Linked DNA regions of Mus musculus: region 2 is linked to region 1. A link is a contact called in public Hi-C data. All regions are on one chromosome and are shown on one strand. Each heading gives the region's core, a stretch centred on a gene start, on an enhancer-like site or on the middle of the called end of the contact. The rest is flanking DNA. Distances are from core to core; before and after follow the strand shown. Region 1 overlaps Manba (mannosidase, beta A, lysosomal). Region 2 overlaps Nfkb1 (nuclear factor of kappa light polypeptide gene enhancer in B cells 1, p105).

The links. A called contact is a pair of places that touch in the nucleus more often than the background predicts.
Region 2: a Hi-C map of Th1 cells shows a contact between it and region 1, with 4 times the contacts expected there. The contact joins two enhancer-like sites. A contact is called at or near these places in 6 of 484 Hi-C or Micro-C datasets (CD4 T cells, CD8 T cells, Th1 cells and 2 more), 2 of 115 datasets of contacts at active chromatin or transcription factors (embryonic stem cells and microglia) and 3 of 9 other capture datasets (adipose tissue, liver and pancreatic islet).

Annotation. Positions count from the first base shown.
Region 1 is chr3:135,513,557-135,519,820 of GRCm38.p6, forward strand. Manba (mannosidase, beta A, lysosomal) reads left to right here. Exons shown (of 17, transcript NM_027288.3): 5 at 4,347-4,470. Among named protein-coding and RNA genes, the nearest start is that of Manba, 31 kb to the left of the region's middle. Within about 2 kb of position 3,520, at least 52 of the 459 cell types and tissues checked have an H3K27ac peak or open chromatin away from gene starts, as enhancers often do. A contact at or near this core is called in CD8 T cells and Th1 cells, where this site is marked.
Region 2 is chr3:135,600,379-135,606,642 of GRCm38.p6, forward strand. Nfkb1 (nuclear factor of kappa light polypeptide gene enhancer in B cells 1, p105) reads right to left here. Exons shown (of 25, transcript NM_008689.2): 14 at 6,194-6,264; 15 at 4,679-4,867; 16 at 3,332-3,473; 17 at 1,048-1,162. Among named protein-coding and RNA genes, the nearest start is that of Gm46827, 4.9 kb to the right of the region's middle. Within about 2 kb of position 2,608, at least 89 of the 459 cell types and tissues checked have an H3K27ac peak or open chromatin away from gene starts, as enhancers often do. A contact at or near this core is called in CD8 T cells and Th1 cells, where this site is marked.

The DNA of each region.
Region 1 (6,264 bases), core at 2,270-4,769:
TACCTCGTGGCGCCCCGGAAGCAGAGGGATACGGAGGGAGTGACTGAGATAGGGTGTACCCTCAAGGGCACGCCATCAGTGATCTGTTTACTCCAACTGGATCCCACATTCTAGTTCCTGCCAATTTCCAAGACAACCTTTATTCTTTGCCTCTGGGTCCAGTCACTTCTTGCACAGCACGTTGCCCTAGTCACCTAGCCGGTATTCCCACAACTCCATTTGCCTTCTTTCAAGTAATTATCCACGGAGCAGTTGGCATGGTCTCTTCGGACAAAAATGCCCCCAGCATCCCTATCCTTAAAACAGAAACTGGGACTTCTGCGTCCATATGTACTGAGGTAGGGGCTGATAAGACTAGATATGCTTTTCAAAGTTCATAATTTTTATCTTTCAACAGCTTGGCACCATCAGGAGGCTAATGTCCCAAGCTCCTAGCTCAGTCTTCGCCCCACCTCCTCCCGTTGGAGCAGGCTGCATCCTGATGACATTTGCACAAGCATTTCCTCTGATAGAGGCCTTCCACTTCCTTTCCCTAACTCAAGGTGGAAGAAAGAGGCTTCCTTGCGAGAGATGCCTGACTGTTTGGTCCTGTGTATGAAACCTGGGGCCTTGTGTATAGAAGCAAGCGCTCCCCTGCTGAGCCACATCCTCAGCTTAAAAGTTTTTGTGTTCCAGCGCTGTGCGTTGATGTACCCCAGCCCGAGTCACAGGGCGTCACAGGTACTTTCTGAATCAGTGAACGAACATCCTCGTTGGCTGAGGGAATTAAGTGATCTGAAGCTTGGTGTGGTGTTGAATATTTTGTTCTCTCCTTGCTGCTGTCTTACCTGGGGTTATCATTGCTGCAATGAAACACCGTGACCACAACCATCCTGGGGAGGGAGGGGTTGATTTTACTCACAGTCCCATGTAACAGTTCATCATCAAAAGCAGTGAGGGCAGGAATCCAAGCAGGGTGGGAGGCAGGAGCGGATGCAGAGGCTGTGGAGGGTGCTGCTTATTGGCTTGCTCCTCATGGCTTGCTCAACCTGTTTTTTTGTAGAACCCAGGACCACAAGCCCAGGGATGGAACTGCCCACAATGGGCTGGGCCGGCTCACATAATCACTAATTAAGAAAATGCCCTGCTTTCTTGCCTGTATAGCTCAATCTTTGTTTGTTTGTTTGTTTGTTTTTTAAGACGGGTTTCTCTGTGTAGCCCTGGCTGTCCTGGAACTCACTCTGTAGACCAGGCTGGCCTCGAACTCAGAGATGCACCTGCCTCTGCCTTCCAAGTGCTGGGATTAAAGGCGTGTGCCACCACTGCCTGGCCTGATGAGTCTGTTGCTTTTGTGTACATGATGTCAGGGATAACCACTCAGGGACCCCTTCCTGGGAAAGTGAATCCTCCCTCTCTCCACAGTCACTTGAAGGCGGTTGTCTTTTGCTTAGGGGTAGGACCCTGTGAAAATGTCCCCACTCATTTGGTCTTTCATTGTCCGGGTCTTGTTTAGGGAGCCATATTGTCACTGTTGAGGTTTCATGGGTACGGGGGTCCCAGCAGTCCCAGCAGACTTGCAGATCTTCCGGCTCTTTCAAATTGGCCACCACCTCTTCCTTAATATCTCCTGGGCCCGGGTGCAGGAGCCGTGCTGTGGCTGTCCTCATTGTGCCTGGGAATTCTGGTGATCTCTGTATTTTGACTAGTTGTAGTTTTCTGAGGTGGTCTCTGTCTGCTGCAAAAGACAAGTTTCCTTGGTGAGGGGTGAGAGGCACACTTTCATTTTTCTCTGTAGTAGAAACGTACTTATCTTCTTCTGACATAAATACAAAGTGAAGGAAGCCATTCTTGGGTGAGAGCAGTGCGGCTGGATCCCCAGTACACACACCCACATCCCCTGTACACACACCCACATCCCCTGTACACACACCCACATTGCCGCCCCCCTCCCCCTACACACACTGGCATCCCCTCGCTCAGAGGGCGTCTTTTCCAACTCAACTTTTCAAAGCTGAACTCACAGTGTCATAGATTTTTAATCTTGAAAAATTTTTTATTCTTAAGAAGTAAAGAAAATTTTCTGTTTGATGGGACTTTAAAAAAATTCTGGGTTTTTTTTGTTTGTTTGTTTGTTTTAAGTTAAACTTTCAGATTAGCACACAAAGGTTTCATTTTGGCAGTGTGTACACCAGTGGCTTTCTGGTTTGCACTCCGTGTTCCCTTCCCCACGGGTCTCACTGGATCCCCAGCCTGGCCCTGGCTGGTCCCCTCCCCAACTAGCTGGTCCCCTCCCTTTCTTTTTCTATCACTTGGATTCCATTACTCTTTCTTTTCCTCCCGTTTCCTTGAGAAGTTGATTGTCAGAGAATCATTTCTTGGTAGTTGAATCTGAACCTTTGTAACTTCATAATTGGATTTTTTTTTTTTTTTTTAGTGTCCTGGTTCTCAGACAGGTAGTTGGCAGACAAGATCATGTCTCTCAGATAGCTACTCCAGTCAGAGTCTGAAGTCTGAAGTGATTGTTTGTGGGTTTATGTGTATCTCTCTCTCTCTCTGTCTCTCTCTCTGCGTCTTTCTCTCTGTCTCTGTCTCTCTCTGTGCACCTGGTACTCTTTTTTTTTTTTCCTTTCAGTATAACCTTGGCTATCTTGGAACTCATTATGTGCCCCAGACTGGCCTAGAACTTGCAGACCTTCATTTCTGCCTCTTGAGTGCTAGGATTAAAGGCAAATGCCACCATCGGTTTGTATTTGGTACTCCTAAACGAGGACTTTTGAGTTCATACTTAATGAGGTAGGGAATAAGGCTAGTTTTTTTTTTTTTACATGTTAATAATATCTTTATCTTTCAATGAGCCTACTCATTCATCGAGTTGTCATGTTTAATACAGGAGTGGTTAGGCATCGCAGTGTTTTGGAGAACTTCAGAGAGAGAGAGAGAGAGAGAGAGAGAGAGAGAGAGTAAACATTTGCAGGGTGTGGTGGCCACTGCTTGTAGTCCTGAAAGCCCAGGACTAGGGGTAGCCTTGGTTTCATAGTGACAATTGAAAAGCAAAACACAAAACAAACAAGCAAACAATAAATAGCAGTGCTCTGACATAGTAGGTTTTTGAAGAATGAATGTGAAACAAGGCATAACTAGATTTTCTGTTCTTCTTGATAAATTTAACCATGGCACTAAAGTGGGCATTTTTGGTTATAATAATCATAATAGCCATCACCATCTGTATAGCAAATGACAGTAATAATAATGTACAGCAAACTAAGTCTGCATTTCTCAGCCTACGTACAGTTTGGTTGGGCACCTGTCGCTCGGGGCGTTTTAATCAAGCCATCACCTCAGCCTGACTGGGGCTGACAAGAGCTCTGAGCTCACCATGGCTGTTGAGAAATTTTAGATCTATTGTCCAAGTCTCTCACTCAGGCCTCCCACAGCGCTGCTCCAGGACACAGCAGCTGGCTCCTCTCTTGGCCAAGAGAGAGCACGGGACAGGGCCCCAAGCAGAAGGGGCCCTTCTTCTATAATCTAATTTTGGAAATGACATCACCTCTGCCATATTCTATTCATAGGAAGTGGCTCTCTTTATCTAGCACATGCGCAAGGTTGGTGAGCACAAGAGAGCACGGACGCCAGAAGGGAGACTCTGAGCTCATGCACACACACACACACACACACACACACACACACACACACATGCTTGACACCCAAACACAATTAGTTAGGGGCTGAACTGTGTTCCCCAAACTTACACGTTGAAGTTGCAACACTCCCTCTACTCAAGTGTTTTAGAATGTAACTGTGACTGGATTTGGAGTCCTGATCAAGGTGACTAAGTTAAGCAAGGTGTTTAGAGTAAAGAAATGTGGACAGCAGTGGAAGGGATGAGGAGGCATTGGCTCCCATTGGCTGGTGCACGAGGAAAGACAAAGGGAGCCATCTATCTGCAAACACATTTCAGTGGGTGAAGCCCCACCCCCTCCAGTCTAGCGTTTTGCTATGGCATCATTAGTAAACTGCTGTACGCGTGTATATATAATATTTTAAAGATAGAATCTTGCCTTTTTTACTAACTTTTCTTTTTTTTTTATTTAAAAGGTTTATTTATTATTATTATATATAAGTACATTGTAGGTGTCTTCAGACACACCAGAAGAGGGTGTCAGATCTCAATACAGATGGTTGTGAGCCACCATGTGGTTGCTGGGATTTGAACTCAGGACCTTCGGAAGAACAGTCAGTGCTCTTACCCGCTGAGCTATCTCTCCTGCCCCCTTTTACTAACTTTTCATTTAGCATGTATCATAGTGTCTTCGTACACACATATCTTATCCTTTGCCTACTTCTCCTTTTCTCCCCTGAAATTCCAGGCACAGTGTTCCTTCAGCTGGGACTGGGGCCCTTCCTTCCCCTCTCAGGGAATCTGGAAAGATGTTAGAATCGAAGCCTATAACATTGCTCATCTGGATTACCTCACGTTTTTGCCAGTATATGGTAAGTCAAGATTTGCGATTTCTTGAAAAAAAATTTTTGAGTCTTCTTTTTATTACAAAAAGTCTGTTTATAATTTGAAATATAAGTATATTCTTCAGGATCTTCTTAAAATAATGCAGAATAGCCAATTTATAAAAGTCTGAAATACATGCAAATGGTTTGTCATGAAAACTTACAGCATAAACCAGGCCTGTAGATAGATACCTGCTAAAGTATTTATTTTGGGGGGAGGGAGGGAACCCAACAGGAAAGGAAGGAAAGAAGGGGCGTCAGGCAGGAATGGTGCATGCCTTTAATCCCAGCACTTGGGAGGCAGAGGCAAGCGGATTTCTGAGTTCGAGCCCAGCCTGGTTTACCGAGTGAGTTCCAGGACAGCCAGGGCTATACAGAGAAACCCTGTCTCGAAAAACCAAAAAGAAAGAAAGGAAGAAAGAAAGAGAGAGGGAAAGAAAGAAAGAAAGAAAGAAAGAAAGAAAGAAAGAAAGAAAGGAAGGAAGGAAGGAAGGAAGGAAGGAAGAAAGAAAGAAAGGTTGATTTCCTTTCACTCATGCTCCCTCCCCCCGCCCCCCACCTCACACCTGAGACAGCCTCCCACCCCAGCTACCCTACCCCAGCTCCCTCCTCACCCCATGCCGGGTAGCACCACTCTCTGTCAGAGCAGTTTCCACTGTCAGTTTCCTTTCACACTGATTTTTTTTCTTAATGTCTTATTGATAATGTATATTTATTTGTTTCTAAATGTATTTTATGTGAGTATGTATACGGTGTATGAATGAATATCTGTGCAGAGGCCAGAGAGGACCTCTGAGTCTCCTGGTTTACCATTCTCTACCCTATTTCCTTGAGATGGTGTCTCTCAGTGAAACTGGAGCTATGCAGGGAGCCAGCAAGCTCCAGCCACCCTCCTGTCTCCACCCTGCCCCCCAGCACTGGGGTTACTCACAGCCAGCTTTTGACATAGGTGCTAGGGCCTGAGCTCAGGTCCTCCTGGTTTTGCTCGCCCAGCGAGCCATCTCTCCAGCCTGCCTTTGGACTCACTGAGCTGAGCAGGGCTGTTGGTCTCTGTTTAGTGTTTAAGCCATGTCCACCAACTAAGAGGCTCTCTCCACTCTTGCCCTGTCCACACACAGATGCTTGCCTCAGCCCCGGGCTCCTCCTTCGTTCTAGATGACCTGCCTAGGAGTGGAGAAATAGGCTGTCCTCTCAGCCTGACTGTGGCCTGCCCAGCGTACAGCTGCCCTTTACTAACAGCTTCACTTGGGAAATGTAAAAACAGACAGGAGCCGGGCGTGGTGGCGCATGCCTTTAATCCCAGCACTCAGGAGGCAGAGACAGGTGGATTTCTGAGTTCGAGGCCAGCCTGGTCTACAGAGTGAGTTCCAGGACAGCCAGGGCTACACAGAGAAACCCTGTCTTGAAAAAACAAAAAACAAAAAAAACCCCAAAAAACAAAAAGAACAAAAAACCAGACAAGAATTTGTCGGTCCTGCTGAGTGTCTTATTGGCAGTTGTTGATGTTATCTGTCTATTCCCTTAGTTTCTATTTTTTGTTCACTTTTGAATTATTTTTCCCTTAAAATGCCAGTGTCCTCCCTTGTCCTTATTTTGAGTGGATTCTGCCCCGAGGTGTTTTGCTTTCAGTACAATTTTGAGGATTTCCTCTAAATTGGCAAGGAGTTCTGGTTGTTGAGTCAGGTCACAGGGCTGTGTTAGTCAGCCGCGAGCCTGCCTGCCTGGCCAGTTTAGCTGGCAGCTTCCTGAAAATCAGCTGCTTGCATCTGTCCTGTAATTCTG
Region 2 (6,264 bases), core at 1,358-3,857, 86 kb after region 1:
GACTCTGAGGTGCCTCTTCCTGTTCTTACAGCCTTTCACCTCTCCAGGAGCTGACCTCAGAGCCTTTCTTTGACATACACTTGATCCAGTTGCTGTGCGAATACCCTTCCTTCCGCAGACCTCAAAATTCTTTTTTTTTTTTAATTTGAAAATATTCTTTTTTTCCAATTTTTTATTAGGTATTTTCTTCATTTGCATTTCAAATGCTATCCCGAAAGTCCCCTATACCCTCCTCCCGCCCTGCTCCCCTACCTACCCACTCCTGCTTCTTGGCCCTGGCGTTCCCCTGTACTGGGGCATATAAAGTTTGTAAGACCAAGGGGCCTCTCTTTCCAGTGATGGTCGACTATGCCATTTTCTGCTACATATGCAGCTAGAGACATGAGCTCTGGGGGTATTGGTTAGTTCATATTGTTGTTCCACCTATAGGGTTGCAGACCCCTTCAGCTCCTTGGGTGTTTTCTCTAGCTCCTCCATTTGGAGCCCTGTGATCCATCCAATAGCTGACTGTGAGCATCCACTTGTGTGTTTGCTAGGCCCCAGCATAGCCTCACAAGAAACAGCTATATCAGGGTCCTTTCCGCAAAATCTTGCAGGCATATGCAATAGTGTCTGCGTTTTGTGGCTGATTATGGGATGGATCCCCGGCTGGGACAGTCTCTGGATGGTCCATCCTTTCATCTCAGCTCCAAACTTTGTCTCTGTAACTCTGGCTTTTGAAACTTGGATTTCTTTTTAACATGTCTCTCCTGACAGCTGTGACTTTTTCCCCTCTAAGGTTTGCCCTCAAAACTTTATCAACTCTGACTTCTAGGTCTTAAAGTCTGCCTTTTCTAGAAGATGGTGAATTTCCATGGAGTGTGATTGCCATCAAACCCGTGATCCCAACCCATCTCTCTGTAAAATGACATTCCCAACTAAGGATGCTTTTAAGATGCCACTTCTGAGAAGATGCTGTTTTCCTGTTTCCCATCACTGAGAACAGCTCACGCACGTGTTACTAAGGCAACCTTTTCTCTTCTCGACGGCCTTGTGGTGGCTGCTTACCTGATACAGGTCATTTCTCATGTTGATGATGTCATCAGAGATCAAACCAGATGTGACTTCCAGCAGATCCCTCACAAGCTGAGCGTGGAGGTGGATGATGGCTAAGTGTAAGACACTGGAATGACACACAGTGGCAATAATTAACTGGGGATGTAGCAAGCGACAGAAACAAAAACATGTCAAGAAATGACTGGAGCTGAAGACTAGCTACTATGTGTAGCTTTCCTTGGCCCTACCATGTACTGAATGTACTGATCAGAGGTGACATTATTTCTCTGGAGAACTTCCTCTCCACTGCCTATCGCAGGCTACTACACACTGATCGTGCCCACCTGCCCCCGGAGTGTTAACATCTGACCAGACACATGAAGTGCAAAGGCACCTGCCGGGTCGGAAACCAAATGGCATTAAGCTCCAAGCCAGCTCTGTCTCCATGCCTCTGTCCCTGGCAGCTCTCCCTGGTCTCTCCCTGACATACAAGACCATGAAGAAAGGTAATGCCTAGGCTTAGGAGCAGCTTGGGAAAACTCAGCTGCCGAGCTCTCTTCCTCCGTAACAATGAGAAGTGACTTCTATTTCTAAACAAGGTCTTGTTATTTATCCCTGAGATATTTCACTTAGCAATACTTCTCAGGGAAGATCATGGTGGCCTCTTTAGATGACCCCAGGCCTGTGTTAACTGCAAGTGAAGCACGCACGCTTTGACGAGAAGCACCGCAGCCACACCTCAGGCTCCTGTGGTGCTCCTGATGGGACCCTGACAGGAGGCTTGTGAGAGGTGATGCGGACAGACACACGTCGAGTAAAAGGGCTTCAAAAGCTACTTCAACATTTCCATGTGCAGCTCAGCACTTCACAGAAGCACGTCCCCTCCCCTTCAGATCTTCATACCCCTGGGGGAAGTTCCCCGATACCAGAGGGTTCTATAGTTTCTCTTTATTGTATTTCTATGATGACTAATGGTGACAGGGTCCAGATTATAAGCCAAATATGACAAGATGAATAAAGAAGAGAAACCAGAATAGTCCCTTATGTATACTCCTGAGTGGGTCCTCTGTGTCTCCCAGGTCTCATACCCCTAACCTTACACGGAGCCTGCTTGTTTAAGTCTTGGCTTGACGAGGCTCTGGGTATTGTACCCACTTGGGAATGAAGGCCAGTGTCTCAGCTGCCCCATGAACACCCAGGTCCTTACACACACATTCCTGCATTCCTCTGCACACACTTGCTGGACTGCATGTGCCTGGCATCCCTTTCCACAGCCTCTCCTTCAGACAGCAGCATCTCACTTCCTAATTGCTTAATCCACTCGCCCTCACTACTCATGAATTTCGCCAGTCCTTAAAGATGACCCTTGGAGCACCGGTGTCCTGCTCTGGTTATCTGCTCTGTTTTGTGGTTATTTGCTATTGAATGCTAACTGGATGATTTCCTTCTAAAGGCGCCTTCTGTTATTCAGAGCTTTTTTCACAGAAGGTCGTCTGGGTTCCTCTTGTACTGTGTAGGATAAGACCAGCGGTTATACCACATCCTTAGTTACACTGCAAGTGACGAGGACAAAGGTCCTTGTACGAAACCCCTGAGGTTGGCATTCTCCTAAAGCGCTTTGTTTTTAAACTGAGACTCAGCACACAGCACTCCAGAATGCTTCCACAGCAAAGGGCTTCTTTTCAGTGTTAACGCTATTTTAGGATCACTTAGATAAAGCACTTGAATCTCAAGACTGCTGTCTCTGGCTATATTTATAGGCTTTTAGATCATTTCAGAAGTCTCAATGGAAGGACTAAGAGAACCATTTAGGAAGGAGCCAGGTAGCTATGTGCACAGAACCTCAGGAAGAGACAGCAGGCATGGCATCTGGAATGTCAGACTCCCACACAGCCTGGCCTGGAGCTGAGGCAGAGCCTGACCCACTCACATCCTCGTGACCCTTAACAGAGGCCACAGAGAAGCAGCTAGTAGCTAGGAGAGAATGGCATTTCCTCTTAGTTACTCTACTAATGTTGTTCTTACCTGGCTTTCTTGGGTACACTATGACAATAACACTTCAGGGACTTTGCAGGGCTGTCAATAATTTTCTCAATTACTATTTTAGTACACAAAGCAGGGGTGTAAAATTAGCATGATTACACACATCTGAGCCTTCTTGCCTAGGGAGACAGCATACTCGAGGTCTTGTCAGATGAGGGCAGCTCCCTTTCAAAGGCAGTTTGTGGGGGCAGTATCCTTGCCTTTCCCCGTCCTGAAACAGAGCTTGCTGTGCAACAGTCCCCACTCAACTCACCTGTCCCCATTCTCATCCTGCACGGCGGTGAGATGGCGTTGCACGGCCAGCAACATCTTCACATCCCCCGTCACTGCGTAGTCGAAAAGGGCGTTGGCGTGTCGCCTGGCGAGCTGCAGAGCCTTCTCAAGAAAGAGGTTATCTGCAAGGTAATGCCCACAAGCACAGCTGAGTGTCATTTGCTCGCCCCGCGTGTGCGGCATGGCACACCATTTTAGCTGAAAATGCTCCTTTTGCTGCCTCTGGATTGTGTTGACTAGAACAAGCACAATCGGGCATTTCGGGCATTGTCTCACTGACAGATAATACAGTTAAGAGGTTGATTTTAAAGTGTCTGTGAGGAACAATCTAGAAACATCTGCTATTTTGAGAAGAACAATCAGTGTCTATGATTGAAGGGGAGCAACCAATCTCAGGGTACTTGGCTTTTGCCATAATTTTAAATAGCCAATCACTTTACAAACAAAGTCTCTTCTGGAATCCTGTCTGAGTCAAAGTGAGGAAACACACCCTTGGGTGCCAGGCAGTCTCAGAAACCCCAGGGGTTTTGGAAATTTTATTATCTTAAGGTCAAGGGACAGCAGACTAACCTCAACCCAAATGGGCAAATCTACCCTGTTTCCATATGGCTCTGTACACATATACTGTGCATCTCAGAAGAAGTATTTTAAAAACAGAAAAAAGGGAAAAAAATATGTGATAGTAACCATGTGTACGGCCACTATGTGTAAATAGTTACTATCTCTTTACAGATGGCGTCTGATCGAGAATCATGACTCATATGCCAATGAGGCCTGCTCAGATGGAACGTTCCCTTTCAATTCTACTTCTTCAAGGAGGACAAGAGAATAAAGGAAAACTCCCATTTTCAGGCAAACGTCTTCAGTGTGGCAGCTGAGCCGGCTGCTGGGAGGGAGGTGCGCGAAGGACATGGAGACTTGTTACCTGGGCCAGGGACAAAGTGAGTTGCCTCTTCTCATACCCAGAACTGCACAGACTAGGCAATGTACATGCAAGTTTCTGCACTTTATAATCAGAGCTGAGGCTGCAAAGATGACTGGATCCACAGGACGCCTCTCTTGCAGGGCACAGGGCACGGTGCAGAGCACTCAGAGGAGATGCTGACTCATCAGCTTTAGATTAACAGGAAGGAAACCTGTCTTCTGGAGACAGCTTCCTGTACCTAGAATTGCCCCTACCCAGCTGTCCCTGGAAGCCCTTGTGGGCTTGCTCACCTACCCTGAAACCCCACCCCAGCTGTCCCTGGAAGCCCTCGTGGGCTTGCTCACCTACCCTGAAACCCCACCCTAGCTGTCCCTGGAAGCCCTCGTGGGCAAGCTCACCTACCCTGAAATCCCATGTCCTGCTCCTTGTCTTCCATGGTGGATGCCAAGGCGATGGGTTCCGTCTTGGTGCAGGCCATGGGCAGGCTGGGCCCTTCACCTTCAGTTTCCTTCTCAGGGAGAGTCAGACTCTCCTCGTCATCACTCTTGGCACAATCTTTAGGGCCATTTTTAAATTTGGTGTTTATGGTGCCTAGGGAAAAAAACGTAGAAAATCTATTAAGCTATAGCTCACTGTCTCAACATAGGGCAGAAAAAAGGAAAATAGGAAGAAGGCTTATCTGCAGGAAATGGAAAACTATAAATGTTTATAACACAAATAATATGTTCTGGACATAGTTTATATTTCCTTCTCTATTTACTTTTTGAGACAGGGTCTTGCTGTGTAGCTTTGGTTGGCCTTAAACTCACAAAAAGTGCTGGGATTAAAGGTGTGTACCAAAAAAACCTGGGATGTTTCGGAAATACTTTAAATATTCAGAAACAATTTAAAAGCCTGCCTTCCCAAAACTCATTCTGTAGCCAGCTGTAGTGAGCTCCACCCACAATGTCCCAGAAGGTCAAGGTTACACAGTGATATTCTCTCTCTCTCTCTCTCTCTCAAACAAAACCAAACAGAAACAAGGCATGGATCTCATTTTGTTTATCTGTGAAGAAGAAAAATGAGATAAAGTTCTGTGCGCTGATAGCCAGTTGGAAAGTTCTCGAAAGCAGTTATTTTCTTTCCTAATCCTGAGTGGCAAGGGAAAGGGAGCCGAGCAGAGCTCATTTCCATTCTGTGTGGCCAGGAGGGCTCTAGGGCACCATCACTAGACTGACTGTGGTTGCTGTAGGAACCTCGTTATGTGACAGAGTGACAGTAAGACTCCTGGGCAAACCTGGAGCAAAACCCAATCCTGCTACAGTGTCTTCTGAAAGTCAAGTTTCTGAACCTCACCTCTGTCCAGAAGGTGCCAAGCCTAGCACTGGCCTTGCACAGGGGTCATGAGGTTATAGGTAATGGAAAGAATAGTTCTATTTTATGGGATGAATGGTTACCCGATTATAGGATAAACGACAATGCCAGTTAAAAATCTTTAAAAAAGATTACAGTGATGTACGCATCTGGCATGAATTGGCATTATATATGGAAAGACTTTATAGAATAATTTCCATGGTACAGAAGAATGCAGCTTTATATAAACCACGAGCAGCCTGTAGCCACAGCTACTCAGAGGATGCCCAAGAGTGGAAAAGGCCAACCCTACAAAATGAAAACTGATTTCAGAAGGATAGGACTTGGGGTAAAGGGACAGATGTGAAGGTGGTATTTGTGTGTTTGCGTAGTCAAGTCTCATCTTTTGTCTAGAGCCTCTGTCCTGCTTCCACACAATGTGATGAGCAAATACGTGTCAGGGGTGTCCCTTATGCTGTCCTAGAATAACCTGAGAATATTAATTTATTGGAAAGTAATTTTCCAAAGCTTTTAGAGATGATCCTGTTGCCCGAGCAGTGCTCTGGGTATTCCGATCCGACTTACCATGGGTGACCCCTGCGTTGGATTTCGTGACTCCGGGATGGAATGTAATCCCACCGTAGGGAGGAAATCCG